3 separate regions of the Mus musculus genome follow, and regions 1 and 3 are each linked to region 2. The links are chromatin contacts, called in public Hi-C maps. All regions are on one chromosome and are shown on one strand. The core of a region is the stretch at or near the end of the contact, and the rest is flanking DNA. Distances in the headings are between cores, read along the strand shown. Region 1 overlaps Gm31359 (a long non-coding RNA gene). Region 2 has its middle 64 kb from the start of Gm31096. Region 3 has its middle 7.5 kb from the start of Gm30944.

Evidence for each region. A called contact is a pair of places that touch in the nucleus more often than the background predicts.
Region 1: a Hi-C map of cerebellar granule neurons shows a contact between it and region 2, with 2.7 times the contacts expected there. The contact joins two enhancer-like sites. A contact is called at or near these places in 2 of 484 Hi-C or Micro-C datasets (cerebellar granule neurons and nephron progenitors) and 1 of 115 datasets of contacts at active chromatin or transcription factors (embryonic stem cells).
Region 3: a Hi-C map of cortical neurons shows a contact between it and region 2, with 2.2 times the contacts expected there. The contact joins two enhancer-like sites. A contact is called at or near these places in 5 of 484 Hi-C or Micro-C datasets (cerebral cortex, cortical neurons and forebrain) and 2 of 115 datasets of contacts at active chromatin or transcription factors (bone marrow-derived macrophages and embryonic stem cells).

Annotation. Positions count from the first base shown.
Region 1 is chr3:85,395,945-85,400,450 of GRCm38.p6, reverse strand. Gm31359 (a long non-coding RNA gene) reads left to right here. Exons shown (of 4, transcript XR_375769.2): 2 at 1,511-2,313; 3 at 2,701-2,927. Among named protein-coding and RNA genes, the nearest start is that of Gm31359, 3.9 kb to the left of the region's middle. Within about 2 kb of position 1,815, at least 3 of the 459 cell types and tissues checked have an H3K27ac peak or open chromatin away from gene starts, as enhancers often do. A contact at or near this core is called in cerebellar granule neurons, where this site is marked.
Region 2 is chr3:85,184,176-85,188,768 of GRCm38.p6, reverse strand. No RefSeq gene overlaps it. Among named protein-coding and RNA genes, the nearest start is that of Gm31096, 64 kb to the right of the region's middle. Within about 2 kb of position 2,713, at least 71 of the 459 cell types and tissues checked have an H3K27ac peak or open chromatin away from gene starts, as enhancers often do. A contact at or near this core is called in cerebellar granule neurons, cerebral cortex, cortical neurons and 1 more, where this site is marked.
Region 3 is chr3:85,013,271-85,017,653 of GRCm38.p6, reverse strand. No RefSeq gene overlaps it. Among named protein-coding and RNA genes, the nearest start is that of Gm30944, 7.5 kb to the left of the region's middle. Within about 2 kb of position 1,848, at least 31 of the 459 cell types and tissues checked have an H3K27ac peak or open chromatin away from gene starts, as enhancers often do. A contact at or near this core is called in cerebral cortex, cortical neurons and forebrain, where this site is marked.

The sequences.
Region 1 (4,506 bases), core at 566-3,065, 210 kb before region 2:
AAGAAGAGCCTCATTTCTCCATGTCATCCTTCAGAAATGGCATGGTGACTGATGTTCTAGAATCAAGACATACAATGTCTGTATGTTCTGCTATAGCAGTTAAATCTCTTAGTCCTAACAGACTGTTCTTCTGAAGTTCACCATGTCTCTCATTACAAACCCTCCTTGTTCTGTACACTGTACTTGAGATAAAATATGTTCTCCAGATTCAAAGTCCCTCACAACTCGCTATTATTCTCTATTGATCTTGTTTCCAGTAGACAAGTAATTTTAGCTATTTCGTAGGCAGTCTGTATTTCAAATAAATATTGTTTGACTGCTGTAAAAGCCTCCTGATGTGGCTGACTTCCAAACCGATCACAGAGATGCTGTGTTTGCCTTGGCAGGGGATGGGAGGGCGGGATAACTCCTCCTAATCCCACAAAGGTGATGCGCAGGGTCACTTCTCCCACTCGGAATTTACTTACATCAGACTTAAATCCATGGAACATTTGATATGGTTTTAGCATTTTCTTCCCATGAAAGTTGATTTTTCTCAGTTTGAAAAAGAATGACAAGAATACTGTAGACTTGGGTAGGATATTTTTCCCCCAGTGGTAGCAAAGACGTTACCTAAAATCAAAGCATACTTTTATCCCAAATGTAAAACAGTACGAATGAAACATTAAAGCTTTGGGAAGGCGGATGACAACGCCACAGCATATTCCTTTCAAGATGTATGAAACTGCTTTATTCAGAGTGGGACACAGTAAGACTTTGGTGAACGTGGGTTTGTGCTATGCTGAGCCCCTACACCTGCCTCACCTCTAGCGAATGACAAACCTGCTTCTGATTGGCTAACTTCCCCGCCAGGTTCCCTGGTCAGCACTGCCTTAGGTTTTGCTTCTTCCTCCGAGTCAATAGCTGTAGATACCATGGGTTCTCGTAGTTTTCCCAGACAAGCTCCTCACATCCACTCATTCCTTTGACAAATGTTTGAGTACTTCCTATATTTTAAATGCTTAGGGTACAATAGTCAGCCCAATAGACAAGAACTCATGAAAACTATATTGGAGTGAGGAGGCAGACAGACAACAAAGTGAAATGGATCAATAAATATACATGGTGTCCCACATTCTGATAAGAATTGAGAAGAAAAATAAAAGGAGACAGGATAGGAAGTTTGTGTGTGTGTGTGTGTGTGTGTGTGTGTGTGTGTGTGTGTGTGTATGTGTGTGTGTGTGTGTGTGTGTGTGTTTTTCTGGAATACAGTGTCTAAAGCTAGAGCTATGGTACTGGGATGTAGCTCATTTAGTAGAGTGCTTGCCTAGCAGGTAGGAAGCCCTGATTTTTCAGTTCCATTGGGCTGTGACCCTCCTACTTGGGAGGTAGAAGGCAGGAAGGTCAGAAGTTCAAGGTCAACCTTGACTGCATAATGAGTTTGAGGACAGGTTGGGCTACTTGAGACTGTCTCTAAAAGTAATAAAACCCAAGCAACCTAGAGCATAAGTGTTTTCCTTTTATCTTTCAGGGAAACAAGAACAAAAGACAGCCAAAGGGAGGCAGAAAGACTGGAGAAAGAGTACAAGGTATGTTCTCTGATAGTTGTTGCTTGGGGCCAAGTGCAAGTGATCTCCACATTCCATAGAAATGGCTCCTGATTGACCACAAGAGCTGCTGTGCCTCAGGACACTACAAAAGAGAAGAAATTGCAGCTTTCTACATCCCTCAGGGTATTAACTCCAAAACTGTGAGTTGTCCATATGTGGGCACCAAGCATATCCTGTGGCACCTGCTACTTGGCACAGGTAGGGAAGCCTGAGGTGTGAGGGGGGAAGGCATATGGTATGCTGTGTAGGGAGGTATTGCCAGGTTGTGCCTACATAACCCTGGTGGGAGCCCCCATAGAGCCAATGTTCTGTGGCAATTGGAGCAGAATAAGAGGGAAAAACTCTGGAAACAGAAGAAACGGAAAGGATTGAAGATGCTGCAGATGAATTGTCTGGTCCTGAAGCAAAGACCAGGGGGAGGGAACTCATCAAAATGATATCTGAATATAGGTTAGAAACAGTCTGATTATCTGAAGGATGAACATTTAGGGCAGAAAGAAGGGCAAAACCAAGCTTAGTTGGAGAACACACACACACACACACACACACACACACACACACACACACACACATAATATGCTCAAGGGATGGAGATAGGGGATGCCAGGGCAGCATCAATGATCTGAAGGGGAAGGAAGGTAGGAGGAGAGGATGCTAGGCAAGCTTCTGGTGGTTGGCTCATGTGAAGTTACATGTTGCAGGAGGAAGTTTGGTTTTATTTCAGGTACTGTGGTGGTTTAAATATGCTTGGCCTAGGGAATTAGGAAATGTGGCCTTGTTGGGGTGGGTGTGGACTCTGTGCCCTTCCCCTTCAGTCTTGTCTGATTCCCTCAGGCTGAATCAGACCTTGTTGTGCCCCAGTAGGCTAACCCACCTAGGGTGGAGTCTTCCAAACTAGGTGAAGTCTATTGTCCTGCCACATCTTGCAGTTTCCTGCAAGAAGCCACTACCTGCTGAGCAGCTGAGCTTGTCTTCCTGACAAGATCCTGGCAAAGTGGGGGAATGGGTTTCTCCCCTTTAAATTCAGACCTTAGAATTAAGCATTGAGCCTTGATCAGAGAACTTTGTCTTGGCTCATTATTTCTCTGACATCCTTCCCATCTATCCTCAGCTTTCCTTTCAGGAACCCAGTGGGCACTGGTGGCTACGGGCTTCGTTGAAGGAAGTATGTCACTGTGGGCATGGGTAATGAGACCCTGCTTCTAACCATATGAGAGCCAGTCTTTTCCTAGCTGATTTTGGAACAAGACGTAGAACTCTCGGCTCCTCCAGTGCCATGCCTGCCTAGATGTTGCCATGCTTCCTGCCATAATGATAATGGACTGAACTTCTGAATCTGTAAGTAAGCTACAATTAAATGTTGTGCTTTATAAGAGTTGATGTGGTCATGGTATTTCTTCATAGCAATAAAACTCTAAGACAGGTACCATAAACAGGCATTGGACAGGGAGATTTCTGGCAGATGTTTGGTACAACGTAAATGATATTCAAAAGGCTCCCTTTGGGTTTCTATGTGGAGAAGAAGTTAAGTAGTCCATGGTAGAGCAGGAAGACCATAACTGGGGACCTGCCTCAAAGTGTGGCAATGGAGCATGAGAAATGACTGACTAGTGGGTGCTATCTGATGGCAGAACACCAGAAGGATAACATTAATGACTTGATAGACAGGGCTTGGGGAGAAACAAAGTCAAAAAAGGCTTCCAAGGTTGTTCTGAGCAACTGAAAGAATGGAATTAAAACAAGGAAGACCATAGAAAAAAAGTTTCCAGGCAAATCAGCTGATGTTCATCCTTGTACACCACTATCTGAGGTACCAAGTGGGTTGGATAGTAGAGATATCTGGACTACAGAGAGAGCTTTGGAGTCACCGGAAAGATGATCACAATTGAAACTACAAATCTAGCCGGGCGGTGGTGGCACATGCCTTTAATCCCAGCACTTGGAAGGCAGAGGCAGGCAGATTTCTGAGTTCGAGGCCAGCCTAGTCTACAAAGTGAGTTCCAGGACAGCCAGGACTATACAGAGAAACCCTGTCTCGAAAAAAAAAATGAAACTACAAATCTAGGTAGGGTCACCCAAAGGGTGAGGCGGGGAAGTAGAAAAATAGAAGGTTTGAGTTAAGAGCTGCTAGGAACAAAAATGATAAAGGAAAATAGAATAAGTTACAAGAGAGATCAGGGAGAAGAACAAGTAGACAGGATTCCAGTCATGAGTTTGCTCTCCCTTGCCTTTTGCTTACTCTTGCTTCCCTCTTGACCTCTTGATATCTTGCCTTCCTCCCTCCCTTCTCTATTCCCTTCCCCCTATGCCCACTTGTTTATGGCTAACCACTACTTTTCTTCTCTCTCTCTCTCTCTCTCTCTCTCTCTCTCTCTCTGCCTTTCTCTGCCTCTACTACTCTTTTAATTTTCCTCCCCATGCCCTGAATAAACTCTGTTGTATACTAAAACAAACAAACAAACAAAAAGTTTGCTAATGAGCTTCTAGATGATTGGGACATGCCCTCTCAGGAGACTGTAGCACTTTGGTCTCTTAATTTTTCATGGGCGTGCATATATGAACATGCATACATGTATGAGTCTTGGTCCTCAGGCAAGGGCCTTATTTAATTTTGGGGGCTTGTCTGGGATAAGTTCTCACTATTTAAGCCAGGCAGGCCTAGAGTTGAAAATTCTCCTGCCTCAATCTCCTGAGTGCTGAGATTACAAGTATGGAAACCATAACTGTCTGAACTTTTATTTTCCTTAGTTTTCTATGCCAGGGCACCTATAAAAGTTGGGCCTATGATGAGGTTCCAACTTCAGTTTCCTTAACTGCAAAATAGTAGCAATAATACTTTTGTTCACCATAGGTTTTAGAATATTCCACAAAGAATGTCACAAGTGACATATTATACACAGAGCACACTCCACATCAT
Region 2 (4,593 bases), core at 1,464-3,963:
CTAGCCTTTGGCCCCTTGCTGCCTCCATAGCCCCGCTCCAGGATGCCAGACCAAAGACCCTTAAGCCATCCTCAAAGGATAAGCCTCCACCCTTTTTTTTAAGCTCTCAGGATACAGGCTCGCCTACTCTTCCTCTCCACCACCCACTCTTCTCCGTGCAGGCTTCTGGTTCCACCCACCTCTGTCCTGAGGGAGCCTCAGGAAAGAGCCCTGGGGCCTCCTCAGCCACCTCAGCACGTGACAGGAATCTATCCTCCCTCAGCTTCCTGGCAAGAAGCTCTTAGTGGCAGTTTCTCTCTTTTTCAGGTGTCTGTCTCTCTCCCTGGGAGTCTGCTCTCAGCTCCCCTCCCTTCCACATTGCCCTCACTCTGTCTCCTCACGACTGGTGGCTCCAGGAAGAGGGTCCTCACAGCCACTACCTTTCCATCATTATCAGCCCCGACCTTAGCTCCCCAGGGACATCCTGACTCAGGTATCTCCTGCAAAGCTACAAATCAGCTGTTCTCTCTGTCCCTCCTCCACTCTCAGAGTTAGCGATGTCCCTGGTAGAGCTGTTGGCCTTATTTTTCAAATCCAACCACTTGCCAAATCTTTGCAACACCACCTTCCTTCCATCCTTATCAAATGTGCAATGTCTGCTCTTGCAGACCGTTGCCAGGTCATCTAATACCCTCTGGGGTGCTCACATCACCCCTATACTCTATATTCTGTAGTCTATTGAGGGTACTCTCGAAGTTTGCTTGGGAGACACTAATTTATCTCTCCCTGGCTCTAAAACCTGCAATGGCTCCCATGACTGATAAATTTCCTGCTGCTGAGCAGGGAATTTAAACTCTTTGTAATCCAAGGTTCTCTTTTATTTTGTCTTTCTGGAGCTGTTCTTCAGTGTCATTTAAATTCCCACTAGTCTTCCCATCTTTTGCCAAACAGGCAGTTTCTCTTATTTGCATCTATCAGCATCCTGCCTTTTCTTTAAGGCGCACCTCAAAATGCCACTTCTACCTGGAAGCCTTCCTGGGTTCTCCTAACCAAGTCCCCTTTCCCTGGTTCACTAGGTTTCGCTAGCCACGGCCACTATACACTGGCTCACCACGTCTGCTACCACGAGTGCTGGGAAACACCAGTTCAAAGCAGATACTCAGAAGCTATGGAAATGTGTTTTCTTCACACCAGGAGCACAGATCACGGGTCGAAAAAATTCAAGGGGCTTAGGAAAGCTGGCGAAGGGGGAGGCAGACTGAAGCTAGGCAGAGTGGCTGCTGTCAGCAAGGCTGTCTTCCTGTAACTGTATCCCCAGGGACCACAGGTACCTCTGCTCAATCTCTCTCTCTCTCTCTCTCTCTCTCTCTCTCTCTCTCTCTCTCTCTCTCTCTCTGTGGTCACTCAGGATATGATTACTGGCATTAGATGCAAGCACATGTTTCTGATCCATTAGTCTGAGTGAGGCTGAGAAACTGAAAAGGGGGCCACCAGGGTATTGCTGTGATTGCTGGCTGGGTTGGTCTAGTTACCACCTCAAAGAGGAGTGAGGTGGAGGAGAGGAAGGATCTAGCAGATGGGGGGGGGGGGTTACGGAAGCAGAGGGAGATGAGAAAAACACAGGGCACCATCCTGGAGGCAGGAGGACGTTCCCTTAAACTGTTATAATTGTTATAATATGGAGGGTGGAGGTGGGGTGCACATGGGTCCCGGACACACATAGGCACCCACCCACAAAGCAACCCGGAGGCTCAGGCTTCTTCTCCCCCACAGGGGGTTGGCCATCAGCCTGACAACCCTAGCGAGCATTGTTGCTCCGGTATACAGTAGCCCACGCAGCATAAATCTGTCTCCCACGCAGGAACAGCCTGAACAGGAGGCTACAGCCCGGTAATGAAGACGTGAACCGCTGAAATGCCGTGTCAGATGGCGGCGGTGACATCTGAAAGCCGTAATTTGCTGCTCGGCATATTTTTGTTCCAGGTACCAGAGCCTGCACAAACGCTGTCGCGTCTCTCCCGAGGCAGCCGCTCTGCTCTCCAGCCTGGCTCTGGGCCAGGTGGTCTTGGCCTTGCCAACAGGTTTCTTTGGTGGAGAGCTCAAGAAGTCTTTGCTTGGATCGTCTGACCAAGCAGAAACCGGGGAGTACCATGAGGTTAAAAGCACCCCTTACTCCCCAAAGTGCAGGTCGCTTGAACCGCCCGTATCCCCTCACCCCAATCTAGTGACCTGACTTCTTAAAGGGTGACTTATAAGGGATCAAAATAATTTTAGCCATGCCAAGGCTGGAGGGCTCTTAAAAAGGAAAGATTACTACAAGCAAGGCACAAGAAACACAGATCTGTTGTTCAGAGCGGCTCGCTCCTTTTTCAATCAGCAGCTTCTCCATTCTTTCTTTCTCTCTTGGTTGATACCTTCCCAGAAGCCCAGCCAAGCAGACAAGCAATTTCTATAAGTATAGGCCTTCAAATGAAAGGTTGTCCTTTGAGCCCTCACTGGCTACCTGGCACTTCAGTGGAATCAGTACCCGTGTTCTAGCCTCTGTCTGTAAGCGAAGAGGGATCTCCCACGGGCACACTCAGGCTATGCTTAAACCACAGGAACTGGGAGATTCACGGTCTGGGCCTAGAGTGGGGCCTTTCACAGCTTAATCCTCCCAGCTGGGCCTCAGCTCCGCAAGCCGCGCATACATCTGTTGACCCGCTGCTCTCTGGATGGCCTCCCTGCCAGGCTCGCTGGAGTGGGCGGAGAGGATAAAGTGACAGTGAACAACAGGAGTCTCAGCTCCTGGCCTGGGTTCCTGAGAGCACAGGCTGCAAAGCAGGCTTAACAGCCTCCAGAAACGCCCGCCCGGAGGGGCAGGGGCAGGACAAGACCTCTTTCACTTAAGTGGAGGGTTTACCTCAAGGACAGGATCTCAAGGACTCCTAGGTGCTCGGTGTAGAATCACCCTGAGACTGGGAGGCACTCTGTAAATGCTTCCCTGGAAAACTTCCGTTGGGCAAACTACTGGGACCAGCAGGTTATTCATCTCCCACAGCATGGTGGTCCAAAGGCAACAGGGAGCAGGCAACAGACTTCTCCACACCCAGAAAAGCCCGCTGTCACCTTCGCTGCTCACGGGCACACTGTCCAACACTGGCTCTTTGAACCACAAACATTTTCTCACCTAGCCAACAGCATAACCCACTTCATAAACTGTGATCATGGGGTCACGCGGAGAGATGATAGAAGACTCGCTTGTTAAATGCAACGTTTTAGGGTTGTTTTTTCCCACTCCTGTATCATTGAGATTAAATTTATGTGTTTTGCTGAAATTCACCTTTTTTATACCTCATTCTTCCACTCCTATGAACGCATGCTTTCATGTAAATTGCATTACAATCAAGATAGAAAACATTTCTACAGTCCCCAGAAGTTCCCGCACGCCCCTTTCTAATCAATCCTGACCCCTCAGCCCCAGCTCCAGGCAGCACTGATCTATTTTCTGTCCCTATGGTTTCCGCTTCTTTCCAGAATGGCACATAAATAGAACCGTACAGTATGTGTACGGCTTCCTGAGTCAGGCTTCGTTCACTTAGCATGATCCATGACTGTGTTAGTAACGTGTTTTCTCTCATCGCTAAGAAGCATGCAGGTATCTGTCACCCATTAACCAGCTGAAGGACGTCTGGATTGCTTCCAGTTTGGGGTGATTATGAGCAAAGTCAGAGTGAACACCCAAACTCGGGGGTTGGTGCGATTGGAAGTTATCATTTCAGTAAATAGCCTGAGCCAGATTGGCTGGTATCAGTGCATTCATAGCTTTGAAAAGTAACTGCCAAACTGTTTTCCAAAACAATCGCAATTTATTCCCACCGGCAGCATAGCTATGATTGTTCCATGGTCCCGTGTTTTTCTGACATGGTTGCAGCTTCTTGTTTGATTGCTATTTTCATGGGTAACTAGCTGTAATTAATTGTAGTGGTATTTTAGTTGTATATCAACAGCGATGCCAAACCCTTTTGTGTGCATACTTACCATCTATATGGCTTCTCTGATAACACATCTGTTAAGATGGTTTGCCTGCATTTTATAGAGCAGTCTGGTTTTTACTTACTACCAAACTGTGAGATTTCCATCTACACACAAGCTCTTTCCCAGATATGTGATTTACAGATGTTTTCTCCACATGTTATTTTTCTTATTCTCTTTATTTTTGGTGTTGTTTTCCATTTCCTTTATTTTTTATTTCTTGAAGAAAAAAAAAGTAAGTTTTTATCAAATCAAGTCTAGTTTATCAGTTAGATAATCTCTTTGGTTTGTATCCAAGAACTCACTGCTTAAGTCAGAACCACGGAGATTTTTCTCCTGAGTGTTTTATAGCAGTCTGTGTCAATGCTGTCTTCTCCTCTGTTTATGTTTATGTAACCCCGCCCACACCACGCTCAACAGTCTGTCCTTCCCTGTATCCAGAGTCTGCTGCCAGTGTGTGCATAGCATTCTCTGGGACTCCCTGCCCTGTTCAATTGATCTAAATGCCTGTCCTTTCTACAGCCTATCCTTTCTGCAGCATGGTTCTCATCATTCCTGTGATAAACGCCTCGGAGTTAAGAGAACGGACTCTTCACCATG
Region 3 (4,383 bases), core at 599-3,098, 170 kb after region 2:
TATCACCGCTTGTGGAGGCCCATGCCCTGGCTCTGTTCCAGGGGCAGGAACCATGTTGTGCCACCCTGTGCTTCCACATGGCTATGCAGGACTCAGCAGTCCTGGTGTGTTTTCTTCATTCTACACACACTCACAGGGCTCCCGACACCACCCCGTGCCCCTACCCCATCCCCCAGCTCCCACCCCATCGCCCTGCCATCTGTCGTCTCTGCTCCTTTTGCCCATGAGGACTGATATCAGCCTATGCTCCATGAGGGCAGGGATTGTCACACTACGCCATCCATTTTTTTCTTTTGGAAACAAGAGTTTGTATTTCGCTTTGGAAAAACATCCTTTTCCATTCTGAGGCCCGAAGTAGAGGTGGGGCTAGCTCCATTCTAACTCAGGCCTTGTCCTGTGGCCACAGTCATTGGTTAAGAGATGAACACATGAACCAAGCTGTTCTCATAGGAGCCATACTATGTTCTTTTTACTGGTTACTGGTTTGGCCAAACTGATAAATTACAATGCTGGATCCGCTGTAGGCAATGAGATAAAACATGCCTTCCTGGACGTCACCATCAGCACTAATAGATGAAGAAGTCAAGCCTGGGGACACTGTATGTCACCTGGTTCCAGCCATGCCTGAAACTTCTCCACTTTTAGCTTTTCCAACTAAATGAGCTAATAATTCAAACATTTTCTTTTTATTCTTGCTTAAATTATTTTTTTTAAAATGGATTTCCTATTCCTTGTTTCTAAGAGTCAAATGCTAACTACCCAAGCAGGGAATTCCTCTAGTCAGAGTACTGAAAAGAGGGTGTTTGTTCTCCTCCGAGTGTGTAAATGAAGGCAGGTACACACCAACCAACACAAACGTGCACACACATGTACATGTGAGAGTGACGTGCATGTATTTTCTCTGCTTGTACCTGGGCCCTGTTTCTAAATGCTCTACTTTCAAAAAATTCAGGTAGACAGCACCAGAAAGTGGGAAGAAGTCTCTCTTCCGCACCCTTTCTGTTGGCTAGTCCCCACCCCCCATGTTTGCAAAGGAAGTTATAGATCTTGAAAAAAAATTAAAGTGTGCAGAGGGACTCTTCATAGCTGAATGCTTATGACTGTAAGACTGATTTTCCTTGGCAAAATTTGAAACCACGAACAACAAAGACTATAGGGGAAGTCACAAAACAAACAACATTCTCCAGGGTTCTTGGGGGCCGGCGGGTGGGGGTGCGGGGTGGGGGGGCGCTTCCAAACAGGGCCAAACATTGGCACAGCTAATGCAGGTAAGTGCTGACACACAGGTACATTTTCCTCACCGAGAGGAGAAGGGAGGAAAAATCAATAAAATATGCAAATAAGGCATCAAACCTCAGAGCATGGAAATGTGGGTATTTTAATTTCCCCTGATACAGACAAATGCAGCCATGAGAAGTTTCTTCGGGAGTTTTTGTCATCTGCCATTTGTAGAGGGAGAGGGGGAGTTAGGAAGCAGTGAGCAGAGGAGAGAATTACCCAGAAGCCAGCAAGACCCTTTGCCCACAATGCAGTAGGCGCAGTCATCCCCAAAGGGCCTAACTCCTCCCAGAAGCCACTTCAAAATCACCTCCATGAGGATGAAATTGTCAAACCACACCTCGTTCTTTGGCAGCCAATGCTGCTTGGAGAGAGGCGGAAAGAAGCGCTTGCAGTACTGGAAGCTTCCTTGTGGCCTGTTTGGAAGATGTCTCTTTCTGTGGGAGAACACAGTTGTGCTTCTGAGCCCTGCTTCTGACAGGCTGCTGCTTTGGGGGGCCTGCCTGTGCTACGGCAGGGCAGAACGGCAGCCTTGGAATCCCAGCAGTTCTGGCTGACTTCACCACTGACAGCTTGTCGTCGCTATGGAGGCGGCTGAGCCTTGGTTTCCTTATATATGAGCTGTAATAGAAACACCTGCTCTAAAGCTTGGTGGTGGTGCACAGTAAAACTAGCGAAAAGGCCAGGCATGGTGCTGCATACCCTCAGCCCCAGCATTGTGGAAACAGAGAGAGCTGGGTCTCTTTGAGTTAAAGTCCAGCCCTGCTCTGTAGAGCCATTCTAGGCCACCCAGGGCTGCATAGTGAGACTGTCTTTAAAAACACAAAACAAAACAAACAACAACAAAAATAAAACCTCTAAAAGCTAAAAGGATCCACTAGTGGAGGCATAATTCTGTAATTCTATGGTCAGAAAGCTGAGGCAGGAGAATTATGATTTCAAGGTCAGTTTTGTGGCTGTCTAGTAAAATCCTGTGAAGAAAGTAAAGGTAGGGAGAGAGGAAGAGAGGGAGGGAGGGACCGAAGGAGGAAGAGTGGGAGGGAGGAAAGGAGGGAAGGAGGGAAGGAGGGAAGGAAGGAGAGAGAACATAGACTCATGATCCCTTCACAAACACAAATAAGCTATGGACTTCACTGTGTACCCTTAAGTTTGTGCCTAGAAATCACACAATCTCTCTCCTCTCTCTCTCTCTCTCTCTCTCTCTCTCTCTCTCTCTTTCTCTCTCAAGCAATCGAGATTAGAGCAAAAACATAATGGATAGACTTCTACACTTTGGGACTCAGCCACTGAAAAGGAGCAGGAAGGGACTAACTTTGGAATAGGGACCACAAAAGATGAGTCTCTCCTAGCACTGGAAGGACAAGAGGAACTTCCTGACAGTTACCTGATGCTCCTGGGTGAGGGCAGCTGTAGAGCAGGTCTTACCTGGGCCAGAACCAGCAGCTGGCCCCTTGCTGGTGGGAGCCACCCTGCCTGCCTCTGAGCAGAGGCAGGGTGATCGTCAGGCAGGGTCAGGGAAAGCCTCCCTCCCTGTGCCTGGCAAGAGACAAATGTCAAGAACAAACTATTATCTGAAGAAATCTGGATTCCAGGAGCGTTGAAGAAAGGTAGACTTTACAAGGCAACAGAGAAAATAGACACATAAAAACCGACCACGACCTGTCAACAGATTACGCTGTATTCTCTCTGCTTTCAAGGTTAGGGACACCCCTCTTTCCTTCATTACCACCTCAACAGCACAGTGCTCTGGATCTACAGAAACAGACCTTGCAGAAATGAGACCTTTAAAGCTGTTTCCAACTTGGGGGATTTCGGTGCGGGTGGCTCTGGTGTGATGATCTGCATTAAACAGAGAGCTAGGGCATCTATGCCCGGTGCCCAGGCTAGGAAAATGTTGGTTCACACTAAAGGGCAAGCCAGGAGGCTGGCAGAATTCCCAGATCCACTGAGTCAGGTCTTTGCACTTCTGCCTCAGAAGCTGTTTTAGCTTTTTGGAGGTAGTTGAAGCTGTTTACCTCAACGTTGGTACTGAAAAATAAGAACTGACTCTGGGATTGATGGTTCAATTTAACTGGCAGCTTGATGCATTTTAGAATCGCATAGGGGAGAGTTTCAGTGAGGGACTGTCCAGATCCAGTTGGCCTGTAGTCTTCATGGATTGTATTGATTACCTTATCTGAAGCGAGATAGCCCAGCCTAAAGCCGTGGGCAGTTCCATACCCTAGAAGATGAGCTGAGTGTGCGCATGCATGCGCTCTCTGCCGCTGACGCGATGTGTCTCTGTTTCCAGCTCCTGACTTGATTTCCTCACAGTGATGCACTGTAGCCTAGAATGGAGGGTAGAATTATTCCCTTTTACCTTAAAGTTGTTTTTTTTGGGGGGGGGGGCATTTCTATCACAGCAACAGAAATGAGAATGCTAAACGGGTTAAATGGGGGATATTTCGGAGCCCCCACAACTGCTTCTAGGATATGATCCGTGTTCTGGCTGAGCAGCATCTCCATGGCTGCTTTCTCACTATAGGCATGGCTGCAGGAGCAAATGGTGTGAGCCTGAGGAAGGGACAGATGATACCATAGCTTATTAACTTGCTGTGCATGGCGCCCAGCACAGTGGCTAAACTAACAGTATTCCATATAAACCGATACATTTTAGATTCCTCCCTCCCACCGCACCCCCCAAAAAGAACGACTTTGTAGGCCTGCAAGATGGCTCAGTGGGTAAAGCCCTTTTAGTGAAGCCCTGACAACCTGAGTTTGATGTTTTTGTAAAGATGGAAGGAGAGATGCCAGACTACAAAGTTGTCCTCTGATCTCCATATGTATGCTGCGGCCTGTACACACTGCTACACACATCATTCACACACTCAATAACAATAACATGTTAATTTATAAGACAGCTTTCCATACAGCATAAATATCAACCGGTTGAAAGCAGCTGTACACAATTAGGCAAACGCACCCAACTAAAGCACGAATTGAGAATCTATTATGTGGAGCACCCTGTGGTGAAGGCTGAAGAAACAAAACATGAGTGTCCCCTTCCCTGAGGTCAGTCTGACGGGAAAGCATTCAGGTCTACAGCCACAACACCTGGGCACGCCC